Linked DNA regions of Mus musculus: region 2 is linked to region 1. Evidence: chromatin contacts called from public capture Hi-C data. All regions are on one chromosome and are shown on one strand. Each heading gives the region's core, a stretch centred on a gene start, on an enhancer-like site or on the middle of the called end of the contact. The rest is flanking DNA. Distances are from core to core; before and after follow the strand shown. Region 1 holds the start of Pla2g4b (phospholipase A2, group IVB (cytosolic)). Region 2 holds the start of Pla2g4f (phospholipase A2, group IVF).

What was found. Capture Hi-C pulls out chosen DNA fragments and counts their contacts.
Region 2: a contact with region 1 is called in a capture Hi-C map of embryonic stem cells, with 2.9 times the contacts expected there. The contact joins the promoter of Pla2g4f here to the promoter of Pla2g4b in region 1. A contact is called at or near these places in 1 of 39 promoter capture datasets (hippocampal neurons), 1 of 15 datasets of contacts at CTCF or cohesin (the NIH/3T3 cell line), 1 of 484 Hi-C or Micro-C datasets (bone marrow-derived macrophages), 1 of 115 datasets of contacts at active chromatin or transcription factors (embryonic stem cells) and 3 of 9 other capture datasets (adipose tissue, embryonic stem cells and liver).

Annotation. Positions count from the first base shown.
Region 1 is chr2:120,030,867-120,036,978 of GRCm38.p6, reverse strand. It overlaps Pla2g4b (phospholipase A2, group IVB (cytosolic)), which reads right to left and starts at 3,546. Exons shown (of 20, transcript NM_145378.4): 1 at 3,473-3,546; 2 at 2,309-2,405; 3 at 1,923-2,059; 4 at 1,655-1,783; 5 at 1,354-1,394; 6 at 1,132-1,174; 7 at 829-883; 8 at 460-590; 9 at 149-232. The coding sequence starts at 3,481. It overlaps Jmjd7 (jumonji domain containing 7), which reads right to left. Exons shown (of 8, transcript NM_001114637.1): 4 at 6,107-6,112; 5 at 5,577-5,672; 6 at 5,328-5,404; 7 at 4,979-5,138; 8 at 4,375-4,865. The coding sequence ends at 4,777. Gm28042 (predicted gene, 28042) reads right to left here. Exons shown (of 27, transcript NR_104353.1): 4 at 6,107-6,112; 5 at 5,577-5,672; 6 at 5,328-5,477; 7 at 4,979-5,138; 8 at 4,514-4,865; 9 at 2,309-2,405; 10 at 1,923-2,059; 11 at 1,655-1,783; 12 at 1,354-1,394; 13 at 1,132-1,174; 14 at 829-883; 15 at 460-590; 16 at 149-232.
Region 2 is chr2:120,311,581-120,317,376 of GRCm38.p6, reverse strand. Pla2g4f (phospholipase A2, group IVF) reads left to right here and starts at 3,212. Exons shown (of 20, transcript NM_001363073.1): 1 at 3,212-3,431; 2 at 4,258-4,330; 3 at 4,934-5,070; 4 at 5,147-5,272; 5 at 5,573-5,613. The coding sequence starts at 3,321. Vps39 (VPS39 HOPS complex subunit) reads left to right here. Exons shown (of 25, transcript NM_178851.4): 25 at 1-916.

The DNA of each region.
Region 1 (6,112 bases), core at 2,297-4,796:
CATGAACCCTTGGGCCCCAAGCACTTTCACAGGGTCCACCCTTGCACCCACTGATCGCCTCGGGCATGACCTGAAGGAGGCTGACTGCAGACCAGGGCCAGCAGCAGCCCTGTGCATGAACCCAGCTTCTCTCGATGACCAGATGTACCTGGGACGTGGGGAAGACAAGTCTCACCAGCTGCGAGGAGGGTAGAGTTCGTAGTGGCACCTTCAGCTGCTCATGGGGGTCATCCTTAGGGACAGGGAGAGAAAGGACCCTGCGAGTCATTACTCCTTTCTTTGCTAAGACCCCACCAACTAACTCCCTGTGGCAAGGACAGAAGACCGGCAGGGAAAGGAACAAAGGCCCATGTGACCTGACAGACAGGAGCAGTATGAGGGGGCGGGGCGGGGGGAGAACAGCTCAGGCTGAGACAAGAGAGGCTGTGGCCCTAGGGTCCTGGGAGCAAGTCAAAGCACCTGCAGATGAACATTCAGCTCTTGCTCCCAGCAGGCTGGATAATGGAAGTGGAAAGATCCAGTGCCCGCAGAGGCATCCTGTGGGCCCTCACAGGCCCCAGCAACCACAAGTTGAACTTTGCGCTCTGACCCTAAAAACAGGAACCAGAACCAAAACTCAGGACGGGATCTGTCCACGGAATGCCTTATCAAGTCTGCAGGGAAATCGTCTCTGACATGGTCCAGATCTCCGGAGAGATGGAGCCCAGGGGAGGCCCGGCATGGGCTTACCTCCCAACCTTGGGACCTAAAGCAGCCAGTATAACAAGTTTACCCCCTCAGAAGAGGAGAAGAAGGGCAGAAGGGCTGCCTACAGAGGACAGAACTCACTCTTTGGATCTCCTGTCCTCTTCAGTTCAACGTGCAAGCAGGAGAGTTCCCGGGCCTACAGACAAGAGACCCCCTTAGGCACAAGCTGTACATTGTGGGCTTCTGGTCCCTGTTCCCAGAATATTCTTTCATCACCCTGAGTCACTAAGCATTGACTTGAGATGTACTCTCTTGGGAACATGCATGCCAAGGTCCCCAACTCGGCCTACATGACACAGACTGTGTGGACCTGCATCAGGCCTTGGAGAGCAGCAGACAGCACGAGGGATGAGCTACTAAGGGGAGTCTGGGTTCCTCACTCACCACCACGATGCCATTGCTGATGAGCTGTTCCTCACAGTCTGTCCTGGAAAGAGGCCCCAGTGACTCTCTGCAAGAGGCCAGGCACTCCTCCTCTACCAGGGAGAGGTGCTAGCCTTGGTGAGCTGGCACTGTCCCTCCAAAGAAGGGGGCTTTCCACTGCCACTCACCAACCCTACCCCCATCCCCACCCCCACCCCCACCCCTGCTCCAAGACCAACTTACAGAGTCTGTAGCCGAAACTCAACTTCTAAGCACCCTTTCTCCTGGGAAGAGAAGCAAATCAGAGGGACTGGCAAACCAGATGGGCGGGGAGGCTGCCGAGGCCTTCGTAGTGGGGAAGCGCAACTGTCTCTTTCCAGGTCACTCTGTCTACACTCCCTGGACTTCTGACCACGTGAGAAAGCAGTCAGAGACAGGACTGCTCCTTGGTGAAGTCACTTGAGATTCCTGGGCCTCCCTGGAGCAGGGGAGGCTCCGAAGCTCCAGCCCCAGCACTGGGGACCCCTACTTTCCCGAGCTTTACCTGAGTACCCAAGGAGAAGCTCTGGCGCTGAGTCCCAATTTGCAGGGTCCCCACGTCAAACAGCACTGACAATACTGGGTCATCTCTGGTCACCAGGTCATGGTCAAAGACTTTCAGTTCCATAACATTCTGGAAGAGGCACAAAGAGAAGCAGCTACAGGAATGAGATGGGTGAGAGGTGAACGGGGAAGGGAATGGCAGACTAGGAGACACGTGTGACGATGGAGCACAGGGACAAGGACAGGGCCAGACTTGATGCCTGGTCTACCTTGAGCTGCCTATGGATCCGGAAGTGGAAGTTCTGATTCCAGACAGGGTTTCGGCTGTTCTTGACTGTGCGTGTCTGGAGCGTGTGGCTGGAAGCCGTGGGCAGGTTCAGAGTCACATAGCAGTCAGAGGAGGTTACTGCAGGAAGGAGGAACATGTGTCGGGTATGATCAAGAAATTTCCCAGGCTGCCAGAGTCCACTTCCTTCTCCCAGACACTTCATGTCCATAGGACTGAGCCCTCTGCCACTTTTGGGATTGTCCCTCCGGCAGCCATCTGCAAGACCAGCCCGGCCTTCCCTGGAGACCCTCCCACTGGTACTTAACTACTCTGAAGCAGCCCACCTACTGCCTGCTTAGCTAAGGGACAGGAAAGCAGTGTGCTTACCTAGGTCCTTGGAAGGCAAGCCACTGGCCCGGAGGACGCGTACAGTGAGCAGGCATGTCTCTGGCACCTTTGCCTGCATGTAGACTGGGCAGGTTTGCTATAGGTAGACGGGGTCAAATATGACAGGGCCACAGGAGAGGGGACAGGGACAAACTCTTAAGGCTTAATTCTCTACCAAAAGGACCAGGTCCACCTGTAGCCATCAGAATGCCAGAGTGACACAAGATACATCTACATGACACCTTCCCATAATTATATAACACCGTGCCAGCTCCATACATTTACTTATTTGTCACATATCCTATGAAGGGAGCTATGACAATGGCCAGCCCTGGGAGGAAACTGAGGCCACTCTCCTAGGTTCTGTTTGGCTCAGAACACAGGCAAGCTAGTTAGTGTCACCCACCATTTCTGGGTATGGTATCCTTTGTCTTTTTATCCCCCTGCCTCACCATCCCACCCCACTCCTACTAAGAGGCTTTAGGGCTGATCTGAGATGTCAGATTAGCCTTCAAGGGACAGGAATGAATACATTGGGGCTTAGGCACTGTGAGTGAGCTGAAACCCATGCCATCTACCCCATCCTGGAAATGTATGCTGCAGGGTTGGGACGGCAGCTACCAGTCCAGATCGCCCACACACTGGCATCCTCCAGACCCGATGGGGGTCTCGAGAGCTCCTCCCAACTCCCTCTGCTTCTGGAGCTATGGACACTTGGCAGTGTGCCAGGGTGGAGGACGCCTGTGCCACCTGGCCCTTCCTTTTGGTCTTCAGCCAGATCTCTGGAGAGGTGCCAGTGGTCAGGTACAGGGAGCTCCACATAGTCAGGGGCAGAGGTGAGGAAGTTCATCTCTGAGGCACCCCTGGGGCTCCCCACATACCAAGCATCCAAGTCAGAAGCATGGAGCAGCTTTCTAGGGCTCCCAGAACAGCAGGTAAGATCCTCAGAGTTCTAAGGGTTCAAATCTACGGAATTCTGCCTGGAACCTATTCCCAGGACAGACCTTCATCTCAGTTCTGGCTTCTATTGCCTGGTCCTGAAGCTGGGACGTATCCCTCCCTTTGCTAAGAGAAGTCCACAGCTCCCTTTAGAAACAGTAGCCACCAGGCCCTGGATGGGGAGCCAAGTCAGAAATGGGAGCCCAGTGCTCTATGGAGCCTTACCAGAGCCATGAGACCAAGTCCACAGGAACAGGAATGATGGCGTAGTGGCCACAGAACCAACAACTGTCAGCTTTAAACCCAGAGCCAAGGTAAGCCAACTGGCCACACATTCCTCTTGGATCCCTCCCACAGACTCTTCTGCTCCACCCAAGCCCCACGCCCACTGCTGACCCAGCCACCTGCCCAGGAAGTGAGACACCTTAAGCTAATGCTGGAGTCAGTGATACCTCCTGGAGTTGGCCACAGGCTCCCTGAAGTCCATTCTCTGCAGTTGCTGATAGCTAGGCTAGCCAACCAGCCCTAACTGAGAGGAGGGGGTTCTCCTCTTGCTGTTAGAGGTTGAACAGGACAGCAGACAGTGGTCCCCTAAAATAGCAGTGAACGCTGGGGGCTAAGGATCACGTTGTCGGTGGGTCCTTTCGCAATCTCCTTCCCAGTGCCAGTACGACAGGAATACCCAGTCTGAACGGGAGCCCTGGGCAATCTCAGAAGAGTACCTCAGGCCCCATCACAATTTTGAAGGGGTGTGGTCTTCACATAAAACAGCCCTTCAAAGCCACGCTAGGCTGCCTCCACCTGGAGCTGGGCGGCTAGGGATGAGACCTATGGGTTGGCATGCAGGGGTAGGGGCTCTCCCTGCTCTTCAGCAGGGTGACAAAGGAGTCTAGGGGTGGAGATCAACTCTTTCCTCAGAGAACAGCTCAGGAGGAACACAGTTCCTGTCCCTTCCTGTTTACATTTATAGAACAGGGGTCACCCTCGGCGCTCCACACCCAGCTTCCCTGGATCAGGGGGAAGAAAAGCCCCAGATGTGGATCTGGCTTAGGCCTCCCAGTTAGGGTCATCCTGAACCTTCAAGCCCTCAGCAGGCCACCAAAGGCAACTGTGACGGGGAACATGAGAACAAGTGTATCAAGTGTCACCTTTTATTGACCGCTTCCTCTACATTGGCCCATGCCTATTCCCAAAGCTCTGGGAGCCAGAGCCATTATTATCTCCACTTTACAGACAAGGGACTGATGCTAACATGCAGTGACTCACCCAAGGTCATAGCACTGGTGAGAGGCACTGCTGTACCTGATCCGTGCTTCCTTGTCACCTGTGTGGCAATTTCCTGGGCACGTTCACCCAGACCTGTCTGGCATTTCTTGGACCTCCAACTAAATTCCAAGTTCCTGCAATGCCTGATCCCAACACAGGCGGGAACCTGGGCAGCAGCCAGGACATATTCGAACTCTAGGCTGCCTCCAGAATCAAATGACCCCGTCGATCCCCGCTGTCCTTTGCAGTGTCTGAGGGTCTCTTCAGTCAAGGCCTGTGGCCCTGGTGAGGGTGTCCATCAGTTGAAAGTAACTGTACTTGAGGTCATACTCCATGTCATACCAGAAATTCACTGTGGAGAGGAGGGGGACCCGGATGTGAGATTTAAGCCAGAGCCACCCCAACCCGATCCCTTGTTGGGCCATGACAAGGCCTGACCCCCTGGATGCTCCAGGTGCTACTTACCAGCAATACAGCCGTGGGACTGCTGGACATGGTGGAACCACAGAGCTGGCAGGTACAGCATCTCGCCGGCCCGCACTGTGCAGTGAAGGGCCTGTGCCTGGCTGTAACTGGGGTACTGGGTCAGGTCTGGAGCCAAGGGGTCCAGTGGGATCCAGGGTACCTAGAGACACAGCGGCTGCCTGAGAGCAGGCCCTGAGGTCCCCAAGATCTCCAGCTCTGTCCCCTCTCCTCTCGGCTTGAAGAATCACAGCCTAGGGATTTTCAGAGTGGGATGCCACCTCCCCAGGCCCTTTGTGCCTATTCCCCAGAGGTCTACCCACTCCCCAGAGCCCAAGAACAGGACAGACACCTTCTCCATGGCTTCCTCGTCCACCACCCTAAAAGTGCCCTCTTCAGTCAGCTGGTAGGTTGCTGGTGTGTAGAGATCTGAAGGCAAGGTCAGGGAGACAAGGGGCCAACAGCCTGTCAGGCACTCTCACCATGACCAGCACAGCGTTCCCTGCATACAGAGACCAGAGGGCTGGGGCCCATGGCAGGGACCTCTTGCTGCCCTTCCCTCACCAGTGACTACTAGCTTCTTTTAGTTCATGTCACCTACTGTAAGGGATGAAGGGCCGGTCGCTGGGTGGATGTAACAAGAAGTGTTTCTCGCCAGAGACTACACAGTACAGATTCTCATAGTGGTCCTTGTGCACTGTTGACACATGGAAGGCCTGGAGTTAAGTGGAGGGAAGCAGGCCACACTGTCCTCAGCCCCACACCCCACACCCTAGCAGAGCCTACAGAGAAAGGAAAAGCCCACACAGGATTAGCAGACTTGTGGAGATTCCAAGGTTCTTGCAAGAATCACAGAACTTGGCCACCAAAAACTGGATGTGGACTCCCCTTCATCTGGATCACCAATGGGCGGGCGTTATCTCCTGACCCCTGCTCTCAGATCTACCTGACTTCTGAAGAGGCTTCTAGAGACTTAAAAGGTACAGTATTCCCTGTCCCCAGTGTTCCTGCCATCAGGAGAAACTCTGTGGTCTCCTAGTCCCACAATACCAAAAGAAATCTGAGGTACTCGTTCTGGGGCCCACCTTTCTTCCCTCTGCCCCTCCCCACTTGAGGAGTCTCCACACCTACAGGATG
Region 2 (5,796 bases), core at 1,963-4,462, 280 kb before region 1:
AAGGGTCTCAGGAGCTGAACTTTTCTACTAAGATGTGTAGGAGAACACAAGTCTCTGTAGGTGTAGGCTTTGGTACCTCCCCGGGGCAGCACTGTGCAGGGTGTGTGGTCTAGGCAGGATCTCTCTAGAAGTGCCTGCCTCGGCCACTCACCAGCTGCTTGGACAGGCTGTTGATTGGACAGGCTGTTGAGTCTTTATAGGTGAGCGCTGAGCATCTTCCTCCACTCTAGCCACTTTCTGTCCTGTTGTTTTCCTGGCCATAGTTGTTCCTTGGCCTTTCTTCTGCAAGACTGGAGGATCGAGCTAGGATAGCTTGGTAAAGTATGTCTCACTGCACACAGGGAACAGCTGACCAGAAACCAATAGTGATGAGATGGCGTGCAGGTTTGTGGGGCACTGAGGAATGGCAAAGAGTAATGCAGGAGCAGCTCTGTTGAGTATGTCAGGGAGCCGGCAAGAGGTACGCAGAGCAAGAGGTACACAGCAACTTCTGGCCTTGGAGGCTACAGACACCAGGCACACACATGCACATACATATATGCAGGCCACACACCCATACATAAAGTTTAAAAAAAAACAGTGCTGCCCATGAACCCATCTGCACCACCTTAAAATGTACTTCCTCGGGAGTGGCACTGGGATGCCAGGCCACTCCCCATAGGACAGGACCAGAACTTGTGCCATCATGTGAGTCCTGCCCTTTTACCTGGTAGGCTTGTAGCATCCCTTCTTATGAACTGTGTTTGAAGCAGTAGAATAAAGCCTGTATTTTCTCCTGGGTGGTGTGCATACTTAATTCTGTTTCCCTAAACTCCATCCTTTCTTCCCAGGATCCTGCCCTTCATAGAGGGAACAGGGTAGCTCCAGCCTAAGGATGATGGAGGCTGCTTCTCAATAAACATAAGTGAAAAACCAAGTTTCCTTGAGCCTCCCTCTTCCCTTTCTGAAGACTAAAGGAAATGTAAGGGGATAGTAGCTTAGCTAAGAGAGAAGAATAAGATAAGACAGCTAGTAACTATGAAAAACAGTAAAAATAACACTCCTCTCAAGAGAGTCGGGGGGCTGGCCCAGCTCCTTGCCTGCTGCAGCTAGCCAGAGCAGTGCTAGAGAACTCACACTGGTGGTGTGGGTGCAGGAGAGCTGGTGGGCTGACCAACTCGGCTACCACCCAGGCTCAGATCCAGGGCTTTGAGTTGGCCCAGCCCAACATCTACCCCATCTGTTAACTGCTGGAGCACATAAAAGGGCCAGTCCTGCAGATCCAAAGCTGCATGACCCAGGGCAACAAGAGAATATCCAAGATGCGTCCCACTGAGAATCCAGTATTGATAGTGTAGCAGATCCAGACCAGTGACTCGTTGTAATGAACATTTCCAAGTAAAGACGTGTGGACAAAGGGGTGTACTGTGGGACACACTGATGCACTACTACTTCCACAACAGTATTTTGTTTGTTTGTTTGTTTGTTTGTTTGTTTTCCTTTGAGGGGGAGGTTGCGGGGGCAGAGGGTGGATGTGAAGAGTTGGGGAGTTGAATGGGATTGGAGTACATGTGAAATTCACAAAGAATCAGAAAGTTAAAAAAGAGTAACACTCCTCTCACAAAAGCCTCCATCTGTGGCCAGCACAGCATCTGTGGCTGTGGATGTGTGGCTGATCTCACAAGCACAGAATATTTCCATCATCGCTCTGGGAATCCCAGAATCTAATACACCATTGCTTTGTGCCTCCTGAAGCTCACTATGGCCAGAAGACTCCTGTGAAGATGTGGAATTGGTAAGAGGGAGGGACTCTGTTTGAAAAGTAAAGTTGGCTCACTTTTCCTGGTTCTAAAATGCCAGTTTGGTCCCTCTGTGATACCCTAGCTGTCTGTCTGTGGCTGTCCTGAAGATCTTCTGCCAGTGAAAAGCATCCAGAACTTGAGTTGAGGCATGTCTGTTGAGGCATGGGGAGATGGCTTCCGAGCAGAGAATATGGTTTAAGCCCAAAAGCACTCAGCCAGCTAGAACTCTGCCCCTCCTTACCCAAAGCCCCAGCTTCAGCCTGGGATCCAGGTGCTGAACTATCCATGTTCAGCAAGGGGGCTGGGCTTAGCCATCTCTGAGTCAGATCTCTTTTACAATCTATCTGAGGTGAAGCAGGTCACCACAGTTACGTCACCTCTGGTTCTGGAATTTCTGGTCTGAGCATGGCCTGTTCGTTTGGGAGTTAATTCACCTTTGTGGATGTCATTGCAGCCTCCAGCTGTGGATGTGTGAGGGAGGGAAGGCAGTAGAGATTACCTGGTCGAGATGGGGGTCTTATCTGGTACCTTAAACTGGTCTCACGATGCTGAGTTCAAGTGAGCCTCCTGCCTGTCCTGGGGTTCTGTGTACCACTACCCTTAGCTATATGAAAGGGTTATGGTTAAAGAGATGAAAAGAGTCTCCTAGGAACTTTTGCTAGCCACTGTCCCTGCCTCGCCACCTAGATGACTGTGGTCCACAGGAAAGGACATGACATGCGGTTGCAGCCGGAGCCTCAAAATGGTCATGGACACTTTAAAGCCTTTATCTCTGGCAGTTTAAGGATAGAGAGGCCTGCCTCTCTTCTGTCCTTATTTACAATACCTGGCCATGCCCCCGCCTCTATGCCTGAAGCACCAGGCACTTCTACCAACCCAGGAAAGGAGTCATGAAATGAATCTTTTCAGGGTGTGGGTGGCTTTGGTACAGACATACCATGACCTTTGTGTTAAGGAAATAACTGAGGGAGGCCAAAAGAGACAATAAATGTCAGTGATTCCCCATAAAAACCCGAGCCAGAGATTTCTGTTTCTGCTTAAGAGCTGTGGAGAAAGTGGGACTTGAAGGAGAGATGGTGTGGGGCTTTCTGGCAGCTAGATGAGGTTAGCCCTGATTATAGTACCTCCTGACTTCTGCTAATGGCAGACTAGTTGGAAACAAGAATATCTGGGCTCTTGCCCTACCCATACATGGCAAGGGATGGGAGTGGTGTCTGTTTTTCACAACTAGTTCAGCTAAGCAGGGCCTGAGTTGGAGACCAGAGAGCTAAGCAGGACCCCAAGAGTCTCTTGGAAAGGGAGCAACTTGCCTATTGCCTAGGGAAAGCAGGCTCCACTCATTTCCTGGAGCACTTCAAACCCCTCCTGGAGCACTTCAAACCCCTCCTCCAGCCCCGGTGCCTCAGCCTAGCAGTGGCTCCACCCTTCCCACTCCTGTGCTACTTGTCAGACCTGAGCGACAGTGAATATAGCCAGAGAAAGGGTGGCTCTGGGAAACAGGCAAGCTCCCTACTGGGACCTGAGCTGCTACTGCTGGCCATGCCCTGGACTCTCCAGCCAAAGTGGCTGGCAGGCAAGGGACTTCCCCTTCTTGGAGCCATACTGCTACGGAAGACAGAAAAGAGCGAACCACAATGGAAGCATAGGCGGGTAATGTACTGATCTCACTTGGGAAAAGCTGGCTGGAGTCCTGGGAGATGGCTGGCACCCCGTGGGGACTAAGCCAGCCATTGCACTGGGGTTTGATTTAGGGTGGAACATACCACAGACAACCTGGAAAAGCTCAAACTAGAGAGACAGGCCAAGGCCTCCAAAAAGAAATGATGGCGGCCTGAGACCATTGCCTGTGGTTGGTTTGCCAGGAATGCACTAGTCTAGCTGTATAACCATTGTGGAGAGAAGGGAGAAGGGTTTGTTGGGTTTTCAGGGGGTAGATTAACACCCAGAAGGCTGCAATCTGGCATCATCATTTTTGTTTTGTTTTGTTTTGAGCTCAGTCTTCAATCTAGTGACTTATCAGACCAGAACAAGCTAGGAGACTTGGCTTCCCCTCCCCTTGCCCATTCCTGCCTCTGGTTGGTCTTTCAGCCCCTGCATGGAAGCTGGTGGGTGCAGTGGGTTCTGGCTTTCTCTTTTAGTGTTTGACCTTCTTAAATACATTATCCTAGTGCCCAGGTCACGTCTAGAGGGCAGCTGCAGGCTGACCATTATAAAGCGTACCTAGCTTAGCTGCTCATGGGAACACTAAGAGTTGAGCTGGTCCCCAGATTCCAGGCCCCTCACCAATCCTGACCACCCAGCACCCTGCGCCTTGCAAAAGCTTCCCAGAGCTCCTGGCATAGGAGCATTAGTGACCTGGGCCAGGCAAGTTCTATGGTAAGACAGAGTAGAAACTCAAGCCAGAAAACACTTGAGAGAGGAGATCAGGCCAACCCTAGCTTCCTGGAACTGAGTTCCTAGGGTTCTGTTGTTTCAGCAGGAAACCCACCCATACTACGACCTTCAAGTGAAGGTGCTGAGGGCCAGAAACATCCAGCACACAGATAAGTGTGAGTAATCCTTGCTTTGCTCTCTCTCTCTCTCTCTCTCTCTCTCTCTCTCTCTCTCTCTCTCTCTCTCTGTGTCTGTGTGTGTGTGTGTGTGTGTGTGTGTGTGTGTGTGTGTGTGTGTGTGTGTGTGCTCTCTTGGAGTAGGGTGGTAGGGTGGTGTTAATCATTGGAGGGAGGGTACCTTGGTGTGGTGTGGGGTATAGAGGCATGCAGGCACACTGGAGGGGTGAGTTGGGCAGACTTCAGCCTCCTCCTGACTCTAGGAGGCTTTCTGAGGGTGTGTTAGGCCCCGTTGCCACACATCAATGCCTGCTTTCCAGGAGCTTTGGCAGTACCCACACATGGTACAGAGTTCTATTGCCTGAATCAGGCCATTTCAAGGAGTTACTCAATGGTTTGTGCTACCACATGATCCTTTGAACTGTGGCTGCTGTGGGGATTTCTGTCAGTTGAGTGGGAGGTTACCTGGCTAAGGTAGAGCCTGGAACACCACAGGCAGACAGCCTCCTCTCCCCTTGCTCCTTCCTTTCTGAGTCCAGCCTCCAGGAAACCTTTTCAACAATCAGAGTTTGATGCCAAGTCTCCTCCCCCGCTTACCTGCAGTGTCCAAAGCCGACTGCTATGTTCGACTGTGGCTGCCCACGGCTTCTGTTAGCCCCAGTCAGACAAGGACAGTGGTTAACAGCAGTGATCCAGAATGGAATGAGACCTTTCCCTATCAGATCCACGGCGCTGTGAAGGTGTGGGCCAGTAAGGGGCTGGGCATGGCAGCCAATGACGTCCTCCACAATGCTGACCCTTCAGTCCTATCCCCAGAACGTCCTGGAGCTTGCCCTTTATGACGAGGATGTCCTGGACAGTGACAATGTCTTCTCCATTCTGTTTGACACGAGTACTCTTCAGCTAGGCCAGCCTTGCACAAAAAACTTCACCAGGCAGCAGGTGAGGTCTGCCGGGACTAACAGTAAGTAAATCTCCAGCAGAGGATCCCCTGTCCCCTGGGCCGCTGACAGGAAGCCATCTTGGTTTGACCTTAGTCACTGCTGAGTCTGGAACAGTACCTGGCACGTATTTCTGCATGACTGATGCTCTACATGGAAATGCTACTGCCCCCTAAGCCTATGAGATGCTACTCCAGACTAATCTCCTAGGTCCTAGAGCTGAGCAGAGGTGGGAGGCAGGGGCAACTCCTGAGATTTTTGAAATTTCTTGAAAACTGATGCCTTCATCACCCCTGTGTAGGATCCAAAAGAGCTGGAAGTAGAATTTACTCTGGAAAAGAGGTGAGTCTACTTAGACCTGGTGTCTATCCATTTTACTCCAAATGCCAACCCTCAAGTCTCTCGCTTGCCTTAGAGGCCTGGCTCCCGAGAGGACAGCCTGGTTTTGACACCTATTTGCATGTTGGGTGACAAACCTCCCTATTGCAACCCGATTGTGCTTCCCAGGCTGCTCTGGGCCATATT